Regions from separate parts of the Zea mays genome. Here region 2 is linked to region 1. The links are chromatin contacts, called in public Hi-C maps. All regions are on one chromosome and are shown on one strand. The core of a region is the stretch at or near the end of the contact, and the rest is flanking DNA. Distances in the headings are between cores, read along the strand shown.

What was found. A called contact is a pair of places that touch in the nucleus more often than the background predicts.
Region 2: a Hi-C map of ear shows a contact between it and region 1, with 1.9 times the contacts expected there. The contact joins two enhancer-like sites. A contact is called at or near these places in 2 of 25 Hi-C or Micro-C datasets (ear and tassel).

Annotation. Positions count from the first base shown.
Region 1 is chr9:91,243,862-91,249,747 of Zm-B73-REFERENCE-NAM-5.0, reverse strand. No RefSeq gene overlaps it. Among protein-coding and RNA genes, the nearest start is that of LOC100501776, 98 kb to the left of the region's middle. Within about 2 kb of position 3,572, at least 16 of the 20 cell types and tissues checked have an H3K27ac peak or open chromatin away from gene starts, as enhancers often do. A contact at or near this core is called in ear and tassel, where this site is marked.
Region 2 is chr9:91,519,107-91,524,992 of Zm-B73-REFERENCE-NAM-5.0, reverse strand. No RefSeq gene overlaps it. Among protein-coding and RNA genes, the nearest start is that of LOC111590264, 84 kb to the left of the region's middle. Within about 2 kb of position 2,977, at least 15 of the 20 cell types and tissues checked have an H3K27ac peak or open chromatin away from gene starts, as enhancers often do. A contact at or near this core is called in ear and tassel, where this site is marked.

The DNA.
Region 1 (5,886 bases), core at 2,323-4,822:
CTAGCAATTAAATAAAGGAAGAAATGTGCATCCCATTCTGGTATTTTGGATTATGACATTGGAATTGTGAAAACACAATTTGAAATGAATTCAAATCAAATTTAGAAGCCTTGGAAACAAAACAAGGAAATAGAAAGAATAAAAGAATAGAAAAAAAGAAAGTATAAACCAAAATTGGGCCCAAAGCATAACCCCTTGGCCCAACTCCCTCTACTGCGTGGCCCAACTGGCGCTTTGGCGTGGACACCTAGGACCCACTCGTCAGCTGCACGCACCAGTCTTCCCTTATCCCGCTGATCGCTCGGGCCCGCATGCCAGGCGCTCAGCTTGCGGCACGCGGCCTCCTGCTCACGTCACTGCCACGCGGGGCCCAATGGATCTTGCTAGCCCCAAATGCGCCCAACCACCATTTGGTGGGGCTCGCTTGTCAGTCGCTGTGCCGACCGCCACTGTAAGGGTCTGTTTGGTTCGTGGCTAACTACGCCACACTTTATCTAAGGTTAGTCGTTCAAATTGAAGAACTAACCTTAGTTAGAAAAGTTAGGCAAAATGTAACAAGTTAGATAGTGAACCAAACATGCCCTATGGAGACCATATGGAGACCGTAAAGCGGGACGCTGAGTCTTTACCTTCCCTTCTCTTTTGCTGTATATCATCCACCACCGCTGAGCGTCGTAGAGAGAGAGAGAGATAGCTCACCGTCACCGTCCCCTTTTGTGATACACCGTCGCTCGTGCCTCGGAGATTTGCTCATTGGGTTCACCAGTGTGTGTGCAAGCTGGTGGAGGCAATTGGAGGGGTGAAGAACCGGTGCACCATCGGGAATCGCTCGCCGGAGACAAGACTTCGCCGCGGGTCCGCCTCCGCCGTACGTAGAACCGTAGACACTTCGAGACTCGGTAAGGGGTCCCTTGTGAGGTTCGCCTGACTTCCTTCTTTGTTTTTCGCGGGTTAGCTAGGAGAGTGGGACTCGGGTGCACGGGGTTGCGGTGCTCCGGCGAACCCTCCGCCATGTCTGCGGGGCGCGCGCCACTCGTGAGCCGTCTGGGCGAAGAGAGAACGCGGTGGCTGTTGATCGAGAATTAGATGGCCATGATTAAATCACCGTAGCGTTTCAACAAGAGAAATTGTGGATCATGGGATCGTGATCGGGTGGATCTGGTCCAGTGTTAGGTAACGTCGAGTGGTAGCCGTCGATCGTGATCCAATGGTCTCGGTTGGATACCGCTTCGGTTGAGAACCGATCTAATCTAGGTCACACGTTTTCAATCCAACGGCCACAAGTGAAAGATACCCCTTCGGCCGTGCCATGTTACAAAAGAAACCCTGCCCTTTGCTGCATTCAACCCGTCATCCACTGATGTTCAAAGATCACAGCTTAGGTCCAAAATTTCACAAAAAGGGCCCTATACCTTCCTGTAATTATGGCCGCAGTGCAGTCAACCGAGAATTTAATTAAAATAAATGCAGAGAAATCATTTTTAGTACAAAATTAATGTCCCAATCTTAGGAAATTCATAACTTTACAATTTTATCTCTAATTTAACTCGTTCCAGTTGCATTAGGCTCATATTCATATTAACTACAACCTAGTAACCTTATTTTGTATGTAACATGTTGTTGCAATCGAGCACTTAATTGGTGTAGCCTATGTTTAACTTATCCAAGCACATAAAACTTCGAAAACTCATATCACATTCATTATAACTCTGATTTTAGCCATTCTCGAACCTTCAATCTTGTAGCAACGCGTAGAACATTATTATGCAGTTTGTTCTCATGTTTGGTGTGATGTTAATTTTGCCAATACCATGTTTGTATGTATTGTTGCGAGTATACGAGCAAGTGACCGAGGAACCAGGAACTCAGCAGGTGGAAAATATTGAGCAGGAGCTCATTGAAGGAAAGTTGTGCCCTTGATCACTCTTCTTTACCCAATAATGTTCCAATTAATTACTATGGCATGCTCAGGATTAATTTTGATGGGACCCCATAGGTTACCCTAGTTTGGTCAACTTTACAACTTGCTCACCACTGAACTTTTTGGGTAGTATTTGCGATTGCTCTATGTGGTTTTAGGTGTTAAAATACATATTATTCATGATCATGCTATTTATTGTCTTTGAATTATTTACTGTTCATGATAAGATTATTATGAAAACAGTGCTACCAGAAGGGTGGAATGAGACGCCCTTGGCTGATTAATCAGGAAAGCTAGTGTGAGTTAACCTTTTCTTGAAAGGGACAAGCGGGGTTGAGGATGCAGGTGTAGGGAGGATCTTGGATCAGACTCTCTGTTTAGCTTTTCGGACGAGGGATTCCTATACCGCTTTCGGCCGGGAAACCGTAGCGGTTCTCTCCTCTAGTGGAACTTTGTAAAGGCCTCGTAGTGTACCATCACCTACTCACCTTGGCAGTGTTTAACGGTTTGATCAACCCGAGGTGACAAAGGGAACACGTCTTGTGGGTAAAGATGTGCAACCTCTGCAGAGTGTAAAACTGGTATATCAGCCGTGCTCACGGTCATGAGCGACTCGGACCCTCACATGAGTAACTTATGGAATTAACTTAATTGGTCATTTGCATCGCATTGTGGGTTTTATTATTAATTTGATCTCGTATTTATTTAGGATGGTATTTAGTTATACTTATTAACTGCTATTAGAATTTGACCAACTTATTAAAAGCAATGCTTTGCCTTAACCATTATTTGTTGATTAGCCTGACATTATACATGACCCCCACCGTAAGGGAGCTCATGCACATTATTCCCCACAGTTGTTGAACGATGAACTTTTGTGAGCTCACTCTTGCGATAAAACTCCCCCCACAAGTGAAGAGCACGTGGTTCTGGAGGAAGACTACTACGAGGAGTTCGACGAGGTCTAGGTGTCGTCTCTCAGTCAGCTTGTTGGCACCAAGGAACAATAATGTTATTAGATCGTTCTATTTATTATCATTTATTTCCTAAGACATTTCGTTATGTAATAAAGATTGTGACATTTATCTTTATACAATGAGTCATTATATGTGTTGATCTTATTTGGCGCATATATGAGACGTATCCGAGTTTACCCCTTACATCCGGGTGTGATAGCGCGGAGGCTCCTGATGACGGCATGACACGACCCTACGACGGAGGCGTGCACTGGTGAGCGATTTTGGACACTCCAAGTCGGGTTGGCGCCAGATATTGCCACGTACATCTTCCCCGCAACCCAAGAAAACTCTAAGGCTCCCCTACGGAAACGATCTAGCGGTGGTTGCCCGTGTAAGCGACGGTGGCTCATCGCTTCCTGCTATGAGTTCTCGGCAATGGCGTTCTCTCATTTTCTCAATTTTCTCGGCTAAGGTATTTATTAGGGAGGGTCGTCGGGGCTCGCTTTTATACACCAGTGATGCCAAATCCCAACAACCCCGCGAGTTTGTTATGATCGGATTTCTGATCCGGCCGGTGATAAGAACAGCGGACGAAATTGCATGGAGGGAGGCGATACGGTGACGCTGACACACTAGTCCCACACGTTGGCGAGACAGGGTAGCAACGCTACGTAACCCAGGCGCTTGATGAGCCCCTACGTGTGCGGGCCGGCCTGGCAGCGCCAGGTGCTTGGCACACATGCGAAATGGTGAGTTGGGTTAGGGTGAGCTTCGGCCCGGATGAGGGAGGATTTGGCCCAAACGTCATTCTTGCTTTTTTCCCTTTTCTTTTCCTATTTCCAGTTTTTCTTATGTTTTCTGGAATCCAATTTAAATATGAATTGAATACAAAGTTTCAAATTATATGCAACACCCAAAGTCTAGCATGAGATGCATGAATACATATATTTTTATTTAATTTATTAAGCATTGCCTTTAGGTGCATAACTCATGAACCTAGGAATAAAACATAATGTATAACCTTTATAAAAATAAGTTTAAATCCTTTAGTGAAGACTTGTATAGTTTTATTAAAGGGATAACTTAATTCATTTGATGTAATAGTTTATTAGAATAGACAATTACTTTGGGAGAAGTAACTCCAAAGTTAACAAGATTCTTATTAAAAGATATTTTAATTCAACAATCTTTGGAAAAATGTTCTTAAATCACAAGGAGGGTTTTAGAGTGCTACAAATTCTACCCCCTTAAAAATAATATCGTCCTCGAGATTAGTAAGAAAGGGATGCAAAAGTTTTCAATTGGTTCTTTACGAAAATTTAACTTCTAGTTTTCAATTGGTTCTTTACCCAAAGTTTGTATATTATTTTTTCCCAGTTTAGCTGGTAACTGTCACACCCGATTTTGGAAGGTGAACCGAATGCGAACTATGTACGCACGTGCCAGGATCATAAATTCACGTACACATCGATTACATAATTGGACATCATCACACATTGTTCAAAGTAATAGCGGAAATAAGTACTTTATTACATCACGATGTCCAAAACATCCACAAAGTCATTAACTTAAGTCATAATCAAAGTGCTGAATGATACACAGTACGATAAGGCCTTCACAGGCAGCTGACTAGGGGTTTGCCACTAATCTAATCTAGAACTCATCGAAGTCCTGAAACTCCTAAAATTCCTCCATGTTGCTTTCATCTTCTTCTGAGCACTGATTGCAATTGGGAAAACCTAGGGTTTGGTGTTTTAAAGCAAGGATAAGTACACATCAACGTACTCAGCAAATGTTCCGTTTGGCTAAAGTGGACTAATTGTATGTGGGTTAAGCTTAAAGCAGTTTCTTTTAGTTGGTCAGGTATTTATTACTAGTAGAGAGCCAAGTTTTAGCAATAACCCCAAGTTATTACCCAAACAGTACTCCCTCCATGAGGAAATACCAGAAACCACCATTGTTATAAACATCATCATTAAGCATCATCATAAAGATATCCAGAGTAACTCTAATCAAAGGAGCACCTAAGGCTACTCATATCTGTGAGCACTACAGATATACCAGTTTCTAACACTCTACAGAGGTTACACACTTTACCCATGAGCTATGATTCCCTTTCTACCCGAGGAGCGCTACTCCCCATTGACCACTACCTAGGTGGTCTGGCAGGGTATCACTATGTAGCCTTTACAAAGATTCCCAGAGGTCATAGTCGCCCGTTTGGTTTCTCCAGTTTGATAAACACAATACCTCTCCCCATAGGAAAGGTGACTAACAAAAGAAACACGAAAGAACCTCGGCACCTAGCCTCGTAGATCAAGTACTGTGCTCGGACCCCATTGATGGCACGACGACGAAGTTGACTACACCTCAAGTTCCTATAATTAATCAACTAAGGGTGTCCTATACCACCCTCATGGTTGTACTATTTTCCCAAGTGGTCATCCAATGAACAGGTCCTTACGGAGAGGTACTCGGGAAACAGCCCGAGTCCCCTAACGTATCACAAGTTCATCATAATATCTAGAATAACATCATCGTATCATAAATATTATCATCATGTTCATTGATTAAAGTAAAGCAATAGCATGATACTAATCATAGTAACCACTTCCCAAAGGATAACCAAGGACAGGAAAAATAGAACACTAGTCAATTCTTAGGTTGATCATAGTATGAGGGATAATGAATTATAAAATAAGTAGGACATAATGGGTTAGAGGACAGTTGCCTTCACCAGGTTGCTGCTCAGGGAAGTCTCCTACAATACACTCGGGAACCATGGACTGCACGTTGTCTACGCAAAGCAATCATTCATTCAACACACTTGGGTATAGGGCTCTCTTGGCCATCCGATCTCAGATCGATGGTTGAGATCAGACCTCGCGGGCGAGCATGCAAACGACGCGAGCTCACACTGACAGGTGGACCAAGGTGGGCCAAGGCGGGCAGTGGCCCAGGGTCAGCGGGGTTGACAGGCCGGGCCCAGCGGTAGGGGCACGGGTG
Region 2 (5,886 bases), core at 1,728-4,227, 280 kb before region 1:
GGGCTGCATGGTAGAAAGGAGATTGGGTTGCTGGTGAAAGCACGTGACGACTTCTCATTTCCTCCTTTTTTCCATTTTCCATTTTCTATTTATTTTTATTTTTTTATTTTGTTTTCTATCTCAAATATCCAAATTATAATTTGAATTCAGGTCTGAGTTTCATCTTCGAAAACAAATGCACAAACAAAAGTACTCCAGCATGAATGCAAAATATAATTTGTTTAACTAATTAATTTATTATACTTATTTCATCATCATTATTTTTTTTCTCTCCTACCAATTTTGGGCTTTACAATTTTGTCTTCCCTTTACCCTTGTTGTGGTTCTTCTAAACCATGTATGCGCTGGAGTGGCCCTCGCCTCCTTTAGATCCCGTGTCCTTAGCCCGAGCTTTCTCCTCAACATCCAGAGACGCTATCAGATTTTCAACTGATATCTCTTGTCTCTTATGTTTTAGAGATGTGGCGAAGTTCCTCCATGTAGAAGGAAACTTTGCAATAATGCATCCAGCCACAAATCGGTCAGGAAGGACAATCTTAAGGTGGTCGAGCTCCTTGGCTATACATTGTATTTCATGAGCTTGCTGTACAATAGAGCAATTATCAGCCAACTTATAATCATGAAAGCTCTCCATGATATACACGTCACTGCCAGCATCTGATGCACCATACTTAGTAGTAAGTGCATCCCACAACTCTTTCCCGTCTGTGTGCTAAATATTCGCATCAACCAGACGGTCAACAAGGGCGCTAAGAACTGCTCCCGTAAAGATAGTATTGGCATGGTCGTACTCTTTCTTCTGATCAGGAGTCAGTGCGCCCTCAGGTTTGCCTTTACTAACATGGAACACATTCATAGCAGTAAGCCAGAGCGTGGCCTTGACTTGCCACCTCTTAAAGTGCATACCATTGAACTTTTCTAGCTTCAGCGTGTCGGCAAAAGCAGCCATAGAAAAACTAGGAAATTGTCTACAATAAGGTTTTTGGATTGTTGAATAATTAGACAATTTCCAGATTAAATTCCAAATATAAATCATGACCAAATCAGAAGAACTGAAGTAAAAAGTCAAATCAGATGATGCATACTGATCAGACATACTGATAGATGGCGCGTGCCGGAATCAGCAGGGTCGACGACGTCGAAGCAGCGGGGTTGATGATCAGCGGAATCAGCGAGCAGTCGCGTGAGGACGCTTCCCAAAAAACCTTATTCGCCCTCTCCCGGTGCAGGATGTTAAAGGCGAAGGGTTCCAGAGACCTGCTCTCCCGATCGCAGATGCACGTCAGCGGTCGGGATGAAGAGAACTGAAGGCGGCACAGTTGTGAAGAGAGGAAAAAGCGAAAACTGGGATGATTTGGATGCTGCCTGCCAGGCGCCTTTTATATGGCCGAGTCCGCGGACATATAGCTATATGCGATCTGATCTGCCCGCGAAAATCTCGCATTCAATTTAGATTTTATAGCGATCGGTTAGGATTCTGAACTTAACAGCCAAGCAACCAAAAAATTAAAACGGCAAAAGGGAGCCGTGCCCCCGCAAGTATGTCGTGCGCCCTTCGGACCGGCCCGGCCTGGCGAGGCGAGCGAGCGCGCGTGCGTGTGGCTCTCCACACTCTCTCCTCTCATCCATGAATTGGTGAGTGAGTGTGGCCTTCATATTTAAACTAGTTCCACTTCACTTGGACTAGCAATATGGTACTATTGGTTCCACTATTCCCTAGCCATACACATATATGAGCTTTTGAGATTTTCCTGAGATTTAATTGTATTTCTCAATTGGGCCTAGCCCATAAATCCTAACACGACATGCGACACGGTGTGATAGCAGGCGCATTGGGAGGTGTAGGGATGAAAACGGTTTCGGAATTTTTCGGAATTCCGGAAACCGATTTCGAAATTTTTCGATCAGATTCACCGGTAATGGTATTTTCGAAAACGGAATCGGTTTTCGGAATTTTCTATCAGAATCGACGTGGTGTTTTACCGACCGTTTCCTTCGGTTACCGGTTTTTGTCGAAAATTACCAGATTTGTTTCTCGGAATTTTCTGGAATTCTGTCTCGGAATTTGTTTTTCGGAATTTTCCAGCATGTGATTTTTTCGCATCGCCTGTACGTCTCTGGATAAGGATTACTTATTTTTGTATTTTTTGGACGCTTTAAGATTTTTTTGGGGATAGATGGTGTTGGAAGGCAGTTGAAATTAACGATTTGGTCTCTCGAACGAATACACTATTTTCTATGCACATGTTATGTATTAGTAATATATAATGATAGATAGCCGACAATCTGTCTTTTTCACACACTAGATTTTAGGGTTTTCCTGTGAGGCTATGAAAAAACTCTTTATGTGAAGAAAAAATATTTCATGAGTAAGCATGTCATGTCAGCTAAATCGAGTGAATATTGTGAACTTTGAGTCTGTGAACTTGTGATCTTTATGAACTTGTTATACTGTGAACTTGTTATATTGTGAACTTATGATCTTTGTAAACCTTTTATATTATAAATTTATGATACTTGTGAACTTGTTATATTGTGAACTTGTTATATCATGAATTGTGAACTTGTGGTCTGTGTGATTTTTTGTCAACTTTGTTGTATTGTGAAGTTTGATATGTTTACCGATCGTATTTTAGATTTTGACCGTTACCAGTGTATTTTCCGCAGCGGACTTTCGTTTCCGATGTTTCCGAAATACCGATATCGTTTCCGTTTTTCGGAGTTACCGTTTTTGATTTTGTTTCCGATAAAAAATATGAAAACGGTAATGGTTTTAGTGTTTACCGACCGTTTTCATCCCTAGGGAGGTGTAGGAAGGAGAATGATGGCTGGGCATGGACGGGAGGAGCAAGCATGGATGGGCATGGACGGGAGGACCAAGCATGGACTTAGCGCGGCGCGAGGTAAAGACGGCTAGAGTAGGGGCGGTCCGGTGGCGCCTGCGATTCGCGAGGGAGAGGCCGAGCGAACAGACAGGCAAAAAAAGATGAACTTTCTGTGGGGCCCGCTAGTAAGTGGAAGAAAGGAGAGTGGGCCTACGTGCAAGAGAATATGAGGGAAGGGAAACTGGCTTGGGCCGATTGGTCTGCTTGGTCGGACGCGCAGTTTGTTTTCTAGAATAAGTGTGTATATATATTCAAAAATTTAGAAAATATAAAGAATTCAATTCATAAAAAAACTCACAAGTTTAAAAATGAATAATTTTAGAGTAATCCCTTTTTCATGTAAATAAATTAGCTCCATGAAAATGGATAAGGAAAACAAAACTGTTGCAATTCATTAGCAACCAAAAAGTCATGCTCCAAAAATAAATGTAACACCTACTTAATTTAAATTGATTTTACTCAAATGGTTAATTATCTTTTATGTTATTATTTCTGTTATTTCAGAAAATAACTTTTCCTCTCTAATGGACTTAGCGACTAAAGTTCAATTGCTTTTACTTGATCGATTTGAGATGTTATATTATTTGCTTGGAAATGTGTGCAACATAGAAGACTAAAATACATCTTCACGCAACCTAAGTTGAATATGAGGTAACGTAGATGGTGAGACGTAATCAAGGATTACAATCTACAAGTGCACTATCACCTGGGAAAGGCCAACGTCGTAGCTGATGCCTTGAGCCAGAAATCACATTGCCATATTCTTCAACCCCTACTTGAAAATGGATTTAACCAAATATATCCAACAATATTATTCAATATTCAAGTTCGTTGTTCTCTTGAAGATCAAATCATCCGGGGACAAGAGGCATATAAAGGCATATTTCACATCAAGGAAAAGATGAATAGGGAACCCAACAACCACTTCAAACTTGAGGAGCAAGGTGTACTAAGGTTCGATGATCGCCTTGTCATACCAAAGTTCCAAGAGCTCAAAAACAAGTTCTTAGATGAAGCTCATCTCTCCAAACTATCGATCCATCCGAAAAGCAGCAAAATGTGCCATGATTTGAAGTCACGAATTTGGTGGACCTAAATGAAGAAAGAGATTGTCGCATATGTTTCAAGATGCGACAATTATTGCATAGTCAAGGCTATTCACATGAAACCAGTAGGATTATTGCAACCTTTATTTGTTTTAGAGTGGAAATGAGAAGAAATAAACATGGATTTCATTACAGGACTTCCCAGTACCTCGAGAGGCAATGATTCAATTTGGGTGATTGTAGACAAACTCACCAAATCTGCTCATTTCTTACCAGTCAAAACCACCTACCGACCACCCAAGTATGCTGATCTATATATTGCAGAGATTGTTAGTTTGCATGGAGTACCCAAAACTATTGTGTCAGATCGAGGATCACAATTCACAACTCATTTCTGAGAACATTTACAAAAAGGTTTAGAGACTAAGCTATTGCATATTGCAGCGTACCACCCTCAGACTTCAGGACAGACCAAAAGGCTAAATCAATTCCTCAAAGATATTTTGTGAGCATGCGTGCTATCATCGAAAGTGAAAGTTGCCTAGATGGGGGTGACTAGGCAAGCGAAAACTTTTTCAACCATAAAATAGAAATGAACTGGGTAAAAGCAGTTCAGTCGATGTCAAAACTGGTTCAGTCGATTTGCACGAGCTCAACTAAAGAATGAGATATAAAAATGAATTGATCTCGAAATTCACCCAGTTAACTTCGGAAATGAGATGTTCTAGATGATCCACAGGGTTCAAAGTAGTAGATCTGAGAAGGGCACTTGTCAAAATCCACACACCAAAAAGATATAAACAAATCTTCCACGGAATGGTGAGAGAACGAAGAACACAAACAAACACAATGAGCAAGAAGACAAGGGACACAAGATTTAACCTGAGGTTCATTCACACCACCAACGTGCCCTACTTCCTCGTTGAGGTGCCCACAAAGAGCCGGGTCTCTTTCTACCCTAATCCTCCCTTTGCCGACCACAAAGGTCAAGCCCACACACTAATCTTTGCTCAAACGAGCGGGTAATACAAACTTTCTTGTGGTCTTCCACAAGATTTGGAGACTCATAAGAGACACCTAGTCGTCTAGGAGCTAGAAGCTCCAAGAGTAATGAATCCACAAAGAACTCGATGTAGTACCAAAGCTCGAATCAAGAAGAACAAGAAGGATTTGGAGATGAAGCCCAAAAAACCACAACTCTCAATCTTACTCAAAGATTTCTCTCCAAAGATTTGAAATGGGAGAGGCAAGATGTGTGTGAGAGAGAGTGGGAGGTGTTTCTCTGGTTAGAAATGGAGTTTGAGTCGTGCTCTAGTGTGGGGGAGAGAGGTAGGAGTGAGTATATATAGGTGGGGCTCAAAAACTATCTATTTTTTTTTATTTTTCTGCTCAAAAACCGGCTGAGCTAGATTTAAAATCGGCTGAACCGGTTTCCAGCAGACTGAATTTCGGTTCAGTGGCCAGCTAAGTAGGTGGGTGAACCGGAGCCAAAACCGGCTGAGCTGGTTTTCAAAAAACTGCGCACAGACTTGTGTAGAAAGGTGGACCAAAGCCAAAACCAGCTGAGCTGGTCCAAAAACCTGCTGAGCTGGTATTTGAATACTAGCCTGAAAACCAGCTGAACAGTATTTTCCAGAGAGCAATTTTGGCCAAGATAAACTTAAAAAGGTTGTACTACCTACTTTCACTAAGGATTAACAAGGGTAAAATAGAAGTTTTGGATCAAGGATTTTGAGCTTTAGTACCAACACCAACCTTCTTTTTGGATCCCACTTGATAGTACAACGATTCCTATACTCAAGTTAAACAAAAAATTAATTAAGTAAACTCCTTGAGTCATTGGTGTCTCATGTGTGATTTCTCCATGGCGTTGCTTCATAAGGATCACAAACATCGTTGTCTCACCTTTTGAAGCAAACACAAATCGAGCCTATGACTTGAACCATTTCACCATA